2 separate regions of the Mus musculus genome follow, and region 2 is linked to region 1. Evidence: chromatin contacts called from public promoter capture Hi-C data. All regions are on one chromosome and are shown on one strand. The core of a region is the stretch at or near the end of the contact, and the rest is flanking DNA. Distances in the headings are between cores, read along the strand shown.

The links. Capture Hi-C pulls out chosen DNA fragments and counts their contacts.
Region 2: a contact with region 1 is called in a promoter capture Hi-C map of liver, with 2.6 times the contacts expected there. A contact is called at or near these places in 2 of 130 datasets of targeted methods (large pre-B cells and pancreatic cancer cells) and 2 of 9 other capture datasets (adipose tissue and liver).

What each region holds. Positions count from the first base shown.
Region 1 is chr19:5,348,059-5,352,536 of GRCm38.p6, forward strand. Cst6 (cystatin E/M) reads right to left here and starts at 1,516. Exons shown (of 3, transcript NM_028623.5): 1 at 1,037-1,516; 2 at 339-464. The coding sequence starts at 1,276.
Region 2 is chr19:6,338,621-6,343,057 of GRCm38.p6, forward strand. Map4k2 (mitogen-activated protein kinase kinase kinase kinase 2) reads left to right here and starts at 2,540. Exons shown (of 32, transcript NM_009006.3): 1 at 2,540-2,725; 2 at 2,839-2,896; 3 at 3,124-3,214; 4 at 3,283-3,347; 5 at 3,635-3,690; 6 at 3,990-4,037; 7 at 4,124-4,166. The coding sequence starts at 2,630. It overlaps Men1 (multiple endocrine neoplasia 1), which reads left to right. Exons shown (of 10, transcript NM_001168489.1): 8 at 206-341; 9 at 719-883; 10 at 1,067-2,274. The coding sequence ends at 1,552.

The DNA.
Region 1 (4,478 bases), core at 266-2,765:
AAGCACAGAGGACAAGGAGGGTGAGGTTGGCAGCAACCTCCTCCTCCCAGAAGTCAGCCCCCCTGACGGCCACGTCTCTCTGGAGCCGGGGACAGACCATGAGTGGTCCCAAAACATGGAATCAGAAGGCAGGAGATGCTCCCAGGTTTATCTCAGGCAACTCCTACCCCACGAGGAATCCCCAGTCTCTCTTCTGCACTCCACCCTGGCCTGAGTCATACAAGAGCCAAAGCGAACAGGTGGAGCCAGGCTTCTGCCTGACCAGATAGACTGGTCAGGATAGACAAGCTAAGGGCCTCAGACCCTGCATGGGGTTGGGATGGGGTCGGTGCTGTTACCTCCTGCTGCCCCCCTGCAGCCAGAGGGCAGGTGGTGAGGTCCATGTGTTCTCCAGAGACTCTGGTCTTTCGGCACTCTGTGCTTTCTATGTCCAAAGTCAGGTAGTACTTGATGCCAGCCACCAGCTGGGAACCAAACAGGGCAGGTGAGAGATGCCTGGGAGTCCAACCTGTGTGTCTATGCTTTCCCTCCCTCTAAGAGTCTCCACTCTCCCAGGCAAATGCAACCCTCTGACCTACATATTCAGACCTGGAGTGGAGGCAGGAACTTCTGTGTGTGAGCAGAGCCCTAGGCTGGGCAAGAAGCTGGAGAGCTCCTGTCTGCGGCTAGACTGTAAAGGTGAATGGTATGTGGCACCTACACTGGGCCCTTCCACTCCACCTGGCAGGTTGGGGAAGTGAGGTTAGTTATGCCAAAGGAGGCTGCATCCTGCATTTCTTTGATAGTTAGATAGCGCTGCTTCCAGAGGACTTTACTAATCTGTTTTGTTTTGAAGTATTTCATAGAAAGGTCTGGGGGTTATGGTTGGTTTTAGTGCCCCCTTGTGTTTGGTAGCAAGCTAAGCAGCTCTCTGTTTATCTCCTGTCTCCTGTCACCTGTCCTCGGTCCCCCTGTCCCTGTCCCTCTCCAAATTGTCCCTCTCCACAGCCACTCTGTTCCATAACCTGTCCCACAACCTCTGTCCCAGCCACCGCACCTGATATTTTGCATCGATGACTTTGGTGTCTCGGAAGTAGTAGAGGCTGTCGCTGCCCATATTGTAGCTGGCCACAGCTGCCTGTGCGGCCTTTTGCACCCGCGGGTCGGTGGGTGACAAGTTCTGGCGTTCTCCGGTCCTGCGGCTCCGCAGCTCGGCGCGGGCGTCAGGTGACAGGGTCAGGAGGCAGAATGCGAGCAGGCCAAGGCCCATCGCCAGCGGGAAGTGAGGACGCTCCATAGCCGCGGATTCAGTGTCTGGACTTCCATCCTGCGCGGCTTTTACAGCCTTCGCGGGCCCCTCCCGGCCCCGCCCAACGCCTGCTTGTTTCCTTAGCAAGCCTGGACCAGCTTGCAGGTGCCTGGAGGCGGGTGCACCTCCCCTACCTACGCAGTGTAAGAACCAGAGATGGCACACAGGTCCCAGAACCTCTACGTGTAGAGATGCTGGCCTATCATTCCTATCTCCCAGGAGGGAGAGAACAGTTCATACCAGGGCCCTGACGTTTGAGTTGCCAAAAGCAATTATATGGTTACATTCTTACTGCTATCATTTTATCATTTCCTTTTCTCTTTCTTTCTTTCTTTCTTTCTTTCTTTCTTTCTCTCTCTCTTTCTTTCTTGTTTGTTTGTTTGTTTCGAGACAGGGTTTCTCTGTGTAGCTCTGGCTGTCCTGGAACTCACTTTGTAGACCAGACTGGTCTCGAACTCAGAAATCACCTGCCTCTGCCTCCCGAGTGCTGGGATTAAAGGTGTGCACCACTATCATCCGGCATTGCCACCATTTTCTTATCGTGCCATTTTTAGAGAAATTATAACTCCCAGCCTGCATTTCTTCTTCTGAAAAATAAATGCTATAAGGATCGATGAACTGACACAGGTAAAGAGCCTAAGAGAGGCCGGGTGCCATGCAAACAAACGGTGGGTGGGTAGGAGTCCTTACTACTCAAGCCGGCACTACTGTCCCTCACAGCCATGGTGGACCCGGTTGGCTGACCCTTTCACTTTGCAGAGGTGGGACGCCATGGCACAGAAGGGAGAAGTAATATGTGCAACGATTTCAACTGGTCCCTAGTAAGTAAGTATACTGAAGAGCCTAAGTCGTGTGTGTGTGTGTGTGTGTGTGTGCTATAAAATAAGATCTTGTGTGTCCCTGGCTGACCTTGAATTTCATAGCTCAGGATGACTTTGAACTCCTGATCTCCCTGCTTCTCCCTTCCAAGTGCTAGCATTACCATCATATTTTATTTGGTGCTGAGAACAGAATGCAGGGCTTCATGTGTGCTAGAGACAAGCACTCTACCAACTAATATCCCTAGCCTCATTTCATTTTGCTGGGCTTGAACCTAGGGTCTTATGCATGCTGGGCAAACACTTCACCTGCAGCCCTCGTTTTTTTTGTTTGTTTGTTTGTTTGTTTGTTTTGTTTTCAAGACAGGGTTTCTCTATGTATCCCTGGCTGTCCTGGAACTCACTCTGTATGTAGACCAGGCTGGCCTCGTACTCAGAGATCTGCCTGCCTCTGCCTCCCAAGTGCTGGGATTAAAGGCATGCGCCACCATGCCCGGCATGCAGCCCTCGTTTTACTCCTTATCTCTAGATAGGGACTTGTTGATCACCCAGGCTGACCGTGAAGCCCTTGCTCTGTAGACTGCAGGCCTTGAGTCTGTGGCTTCCCAGCTTCAGCCTCCTGGCAGGGATTACAAGCCTGTGCTACCAGGTCAAGTTCTTGTCTATGTTCTTAGCTCAGGCTGAGTTTGAAAAGAAAGACTTGCCTCCGAAGAGGGGTGAGTCACGCCAGGTGCCATCTTTCTAACTGGGAGGCTTTGGATAGTCACTCAGGGCCTGGGTGTCCTACGGGAAATAGGATGACAAGTCTTTTTTCCTAAAGCTGTTCTTCTGACTGACAATGACAGTTCCACACTCTCATCCCTAAGGACACTGGACATCCAGTGGGGTAGGAGCAGATCAGCCACCCCATGGCAGCTGCACGTGGGCTGCCCTGGCAAAGTTTCCTTCCCCGGGCATCTTATTTCATGTTTTCTGACTAGCTCAAAGCCACTTTCCCTCTTTTCTTTTTTTTTTCCCCACTTTACTTATCTATTTTTTATTACTTTTTTTTAAGAGAAATGTTCATGCCTCAGCATGGGAGAGGTGCGTGTGTGTGCGTGCCATAGCGTGCACACGCAGAAGGTGAGAGAGGTGTGCGTGCCATAGCGTGCACACGCAGTTTCCCAGAACTGGTTTTCTCTTTCCACCAGGGGGTTCTGAAGTTTGAACCCAGGTCTTCAGCCTTGGCAGCACGCGTCTTTACCACTGAGGGCCATCTCACGGGCCCTCCCTGAGGGTCCTAAATGGAACTTGAAAGAAGAGGCTGCTTTCAGCACCTAGCAGACGATTAGAACTTGAGAAGCCATTGCTCCGCTGTGGTGACTATTACAGGCAGGCACCGGGAACATTCTTCCTCCAGTTCTAGACCTTTGAGCATGCCAGGCTCGTGACGCACTGATTCTGGACCCCGAGTGTGATCGCTCCCCATCCAGCTACGAGCTTGCTCCACCCAACAGCCCAGCTATGAAAGACAAACTGCCAGGCCCAGGGGATCCCACCTGTGATTCCAGCACTCGGCAGCAGAGGCAGGCAGAGCTCTGTGAGTTCAAGACTAGCCTGGTGTTCATAGTGAGTCCCAGACCAAGGATACATAGTGAGTCTTATGAGACTTTGTTGTCCCCTCAGCCTCCCCTCCCCCCCCCCAAAACAAAGACAAAGAACTACTACCTTAAGACCACAAGTTTGGTGCAGGCCCATAGACACCAATTTAGAAGATAACTACACCAATCTTGATCTAAACCAGGCAGGGTCCCTGAGTTGGAAACCCTGAGTTGGGGACCCTGGGAAGGGGGTAGAACAAGAAACAAGACAGCTCACAAGGGACTCGGGAGTGAAGCAAAACCAAGGGGCCAGGAAGCCTCCCCAGCTCTGAGCTCACCTGTCATGGGATTCAGTTACAGCCACGTGTACCTCCTACAGCTCCCTCAGGAATCCCTCAGTTGGAGGGGCTGAGCGAAGGCTTGAGTAGTAAAGCGCCCGCCACACAGCGTGTGGATCTCAGTTCAGATCCTCCGCACCCACACAGAAAACAGGCTGGTTCCAGGAGCTCTGGCCAACCAGGCTGGCTGAGCTAATGAGCTCCTGATTCAGTGAGAGACCCCGTCTCAGAAAATAAGGTGGAACGCAAGTGAAAAGGGCACTTACTGAGTTCTGGCCTCTACACACACTGATGGAGAGTAGATGAGTTCCTGGGTTACTGAGCCCTGCCCTCTTGTCCACTGCCAATGAAGCCAACAAGTCCCTAACATGCAATCTAGCAATGCCCAAGGGCCTTTCAGCACACTGATCACTTCTCGAGCACCAAGGTAGGTGGGCTCTTTTACAAATGTATC
Region 2 (4,437 bases), core at 1,290-3,789, 990 kb after region 1:
TTTTTCCTGCTTTATAGTCAGTTGTGTTATCCATGGTGCTTCTGTCTCTGCCCAACTTCTAGTCCAGTCCCCACATCCCACTCCATAACCTTGCCTTTGACTAGCATGATCACATCTGGGTGAACAAGGACTCCAGCCTCGCACCCAGTCAGTGGGATGTCCCATTGTGGGACAACTGTCAACTGAATCCTGTGTGTTCTCACAGCTACAACTACTGCCGGGAGGATGAGGAGATCTACAAGGAATTCTTTGAAGTGGCCAATGACGTCATCCCCAACCTGCTGAAGGAGGCGGCCAGCCTGCTAGAAACAGGCGAAGAGCGGACTGGGGAGCAAGCCCAGGTGAAGGGCTGGCCTCCATTGGCGCACCCTCCGTCCGGGGCACATTGATGAGACCGCAAGGACAGGATTGGGAATTCTCTTTTGCTGGAGCTGATCCCTGGGCGAGGGTTTGAAAGGATTTTAGGGGGTTTTAGAGCTAAAGCTTTTAGAGAAATGGGTTGATGGTCCATCTCTCTGATGGTCAGGTTCTAACCTGGGCTAGGCTGTAGGTGAGGAAAGGCACGCCCCTCCTCCCCTCACTCGCACTAAGGGTTGGTTTTATAAAAGGAAGGAGGTCCTGCCTGCATTTGCCTTCCCTGAAACTGAGGCTTTGCCCAGGTGGAGGGAGCCTGGCCTGCACGCTCTGTGACCTCTGCTGTACCTTCCCTCTTATCCAGGGCACCCAGGGCCAAGGTTCTGCTCTCCAGGACCCAGAATGCTTTGCCCACCTGCTGCGATTTTATGATGGCATCTGCAAATGGGAGGAGGGTAGCCCCACACCAGTACTGCACGTAGGCTGGGCAACTTTCCTTGTGCAGTCCCTAGGCCGCTTCGAGGGACAGGTGAGAGGGGCCTATCCAGGGCATGGGAACTACAGGTGGTGACAGTAGTTGTAGGGGAGTGAGGTTACATTGCATGTGTATGAGTACAGATGAGAGGACACTGCTAGAGGGGTGGCCAGGAGCTGAGCCTAGAGGTCCCACGGATGATCCTCAGCCTTTCACTTGGCTTGCGCTTTTGCTCAGGTGCGGCAGAAGGTGCACATAGTTAGCCGGGAAGCAGAGGCGGCCGAGGCTGAAGAACCATGGGGGGATGAAGCCCGAGAAGGCCGTCGGCGTGGTCCCCGAAGAGAGTCCAAGCCTGAGGAGCCACCACCACCCAAGAAGCCTGCATTGGACAAGGGCCCGGGCTCAGGACAAAGTGCAGGGTCGGGACCACCTAGGAAAACGTCAGGGACTGTCCCAGGTACTACCCGCGGTGGCCAGGAAGTCGGCAATGCTGCTCAGGCTCCAGCACCTGCAGCATCGCCACCCCCAGAGGGCCCAGTGCTCACTTTCCAGAGTGAGAAGATGAAAGGCATGAAGGAGCTACTGGTGGCCACCAAGATCAACTCGAGCGCCATCAAGCTGCAACTCACGGCACAGTCGCAAGTGCAGATGAAGAAACAGAAAGTGTCCACACCCAGCGACTACACACTCTCTTTCCTAAAGCGGCAGCGCAAGGGCCTCTGAACTCTGATTCTGTGGCAAGGCCCCAGGCCTGCCCTCACTCCCAGCAGGCTTCACCCTCATCCTCTAATTCAAGCCTAGACTCCGCCCTCAGTCCTAGGGGACCCAGAGCTGTCCTGCAGTGACTAGGAGCCTTCATTTAGCCCCTCTTCAGGCCCCAGAGCCCTGGCTCAGTTCTTAGAATGTAGGTGTCATCCCCACCAGCCGGCCAATTGGAACCTCATTGTAGGTCCAATCCCCCGAAATTCAGTGGACCATGACAGGAGCCCAAGTCACGCCTGAACAGTAGGGCATTCCTCCCACTTGGGGGCTAGATTGACCTTAGCCCCAGAGCACAGTTGCTACCTGGAAACCAAGGACCATTCAGTCCCTAGGGGTAGATTTCCGCACTTTATATAGAGTTCCATCCTTTGGGAATCCAAATCCCTTACCCCAAAGAACTTACATATTGCTGCCCGAATTTGGAAATCTTCCTCGTCTCCCTAGCCCCTGAGTACAGGACATGAAGCTCCGACTCTTATCTGTGAATACTGAGCCTCGCCCCCTTCCTGACCAAACTGGCGCAAGAACAGAGCAGGACCTCTTCCAGCCCTCTGGGAACCTCCCTGAGGTCCCAGGAGGAAATCTGCACGGGGTGGGGGAGGGCCAGCCTCTTCCTGTTTTGTACATAGATTTATTTTTCAGTTCCAAGAAAGATAAATGCATTTTGTTAAGAAAAAAGAGAGATGTATGTATGTGTTTCATCTGAGAAATCGGGGATGGGGCGGGAGTGGATATCTGCTTTTGCTGTTTTAGGATTTTGAACTTTATGCTCTGCACCTGTAGCGCGGCGAGAATTGGGAGGGGTACCTAAGCTCCGCCCCTGCTTCTGGGACTTCCCCGCGCAACCAGGGCGCCTCCTCTCGGCCAGGCGGGCGGCGGGGCAGCCCCGGGCTGGCCCCGCCCCGGGCTGGCCCCGCCCCTACGGCCTCCGAGTCTCGGCGCTGCCCCTGCCTGCCCGCTCGCTTCGCCCCGCCCCACCCCGCGCCGCTCCGCGCCGGCTCCGCAGCTTGCGCCCGCCGGCGGGTCCGGCGCCGGGCCATGGCGCTGTTGCGGGACGTGTCGCTGCAGGATCCGCGGGACCGCTTCGAGCTGCTACAGCGTGTGGGGGCCGGGACCTATGGCGACGTTTACAAGGTGCGCTGAGCGGGGCTGCGGGACGGGCGGGAGCGCAGGAGGAGGGTGCATCTTCACGTCCCGCCGCGGGAACCCCGGCCCCGCCCCCTCCTCACCCCGCTTCTCGCCCCTAGGCCCGTGACACCGTCACGTCCGAACTGGCCGCGGTGAAGATCGTCAAGCTAGACCCAGGTGTGGGCCCGGGTGGGGCCTCTGTGCTCCTGGGAGGCGGGCGGGTGAGCTGGCGGGGGCAGAGAGTTAACATTTTCTAGACCCCCCCGTGAAGCCGACCCCAGGAGAAACTAAGGTTTGGCACCTGCTCGGCAAGGAGAGAAATACTCTATGCTCATTTTGCACATAGGGACAGAGTCTAGGCTATTCGTTCCCCCCCCCCCCCCATAATGCCTTGTGCTCCCCAGGGGACGACATCAGCTCTCTTCAGCAGGAAATCACCATCCTTCGTGAATGCCGCCACCCCAATGTCGTGGCCTACATCGGCAGCTACCTCAGGTGAGGTTGTTTATCCTCTTACCCTCTTGTGCCTTGCATTGTGCCACCCCAGCTCTCTGTCTCCCCAGGAATGACCGATTGTGGATCTGTATGGAGTTCTGTGGAGGAGGGTCACTGCAGGAGATTTACCACGGTGAGATCCAGACTCCATGGACATGGCCTTTCCCGATCCCAACATAGGGGTAGGAAGGCATCCTTCTGGCTGCACTTGGACTCCTCTTAGCTTCTGACTGGCTGTGTGACCTTGAGAGAAATACTATCCTCCTCTGGGCTCAGTTTCCCAGCCTGAGTCTGGAAGAAATTTGGCTAACATCACTTTGCTGTAGTGGTGCCTGCTGCTCCCCACTCTGCAGGGTGGGTAGGGAGGGTCAGCATATCCCTCAGGCTCTTTCTCTTCAGCCCCCATTCTGTATGTTTCAGCCACTGGGCCCCTGGAAGAACGGCAGATTGCCTATGTTTGCCGGGAGGCACTGAAGGTATGGGGCTCATAGGCAGCACCCATTTTGGAATCCTCAGGAGTGTGGGCCCAACACATCTGGCCAGTGGGAGATTGGGACCTTGGGATGGGCTGACTCAGGGGGTGGAGGTCCTAGCAGGAGGGGGCCCCCCAGTTCTGTTGCCGGAAGCAGCCTATTTCCCTCTTGGCTCATTCACTTCCTGCTTGGGGAGAGGGGTGGAGGAAGCAGCTTGGGTGGGGGGCCCAGTCCTGAGGAGGGGCTCAGAAGAGATAATTAGTGCAAAGCAGCTGTCCTCAGAGACTTCTGTTTGTCTCCAGGGGCTCCACCACCTGCATTCTCAGGGGAAAATTCACCGAGACATTAAGGTAGGGGGTCAGCCAAGGGCATGGTTCAAATGAGGAGGAAGCCGCCAGGCACCTGACACAATCCTTTCTGTGTGTTCCCCCAACAGGGTGCCAACCTTCTGCTCACTCTGCAGGGTGATGTCAAGCTGGGTCAGTACCCGGGGGACACTCAGGGACCATAGAACTGAGTGCTGGAGATCCCAGTCACTTTACTGTTTGAGCCTCAGTGTCCCCATTTAGAAGATGTAGCATTATTGCCTGCCAGTAGTTGGCTGTATGAGATTGGCTGGGGAGGGATCTGACATGGCATTGTTTTTAGAGATGGAAGGGTGGGGACCCCTCTCAGAAGAGGGGCCTGGCCTGGCTTGGTACAGTTGTGGCTGGACCCAAGCCCTACCTGGTATAGCCTGGGCCCTGGGGT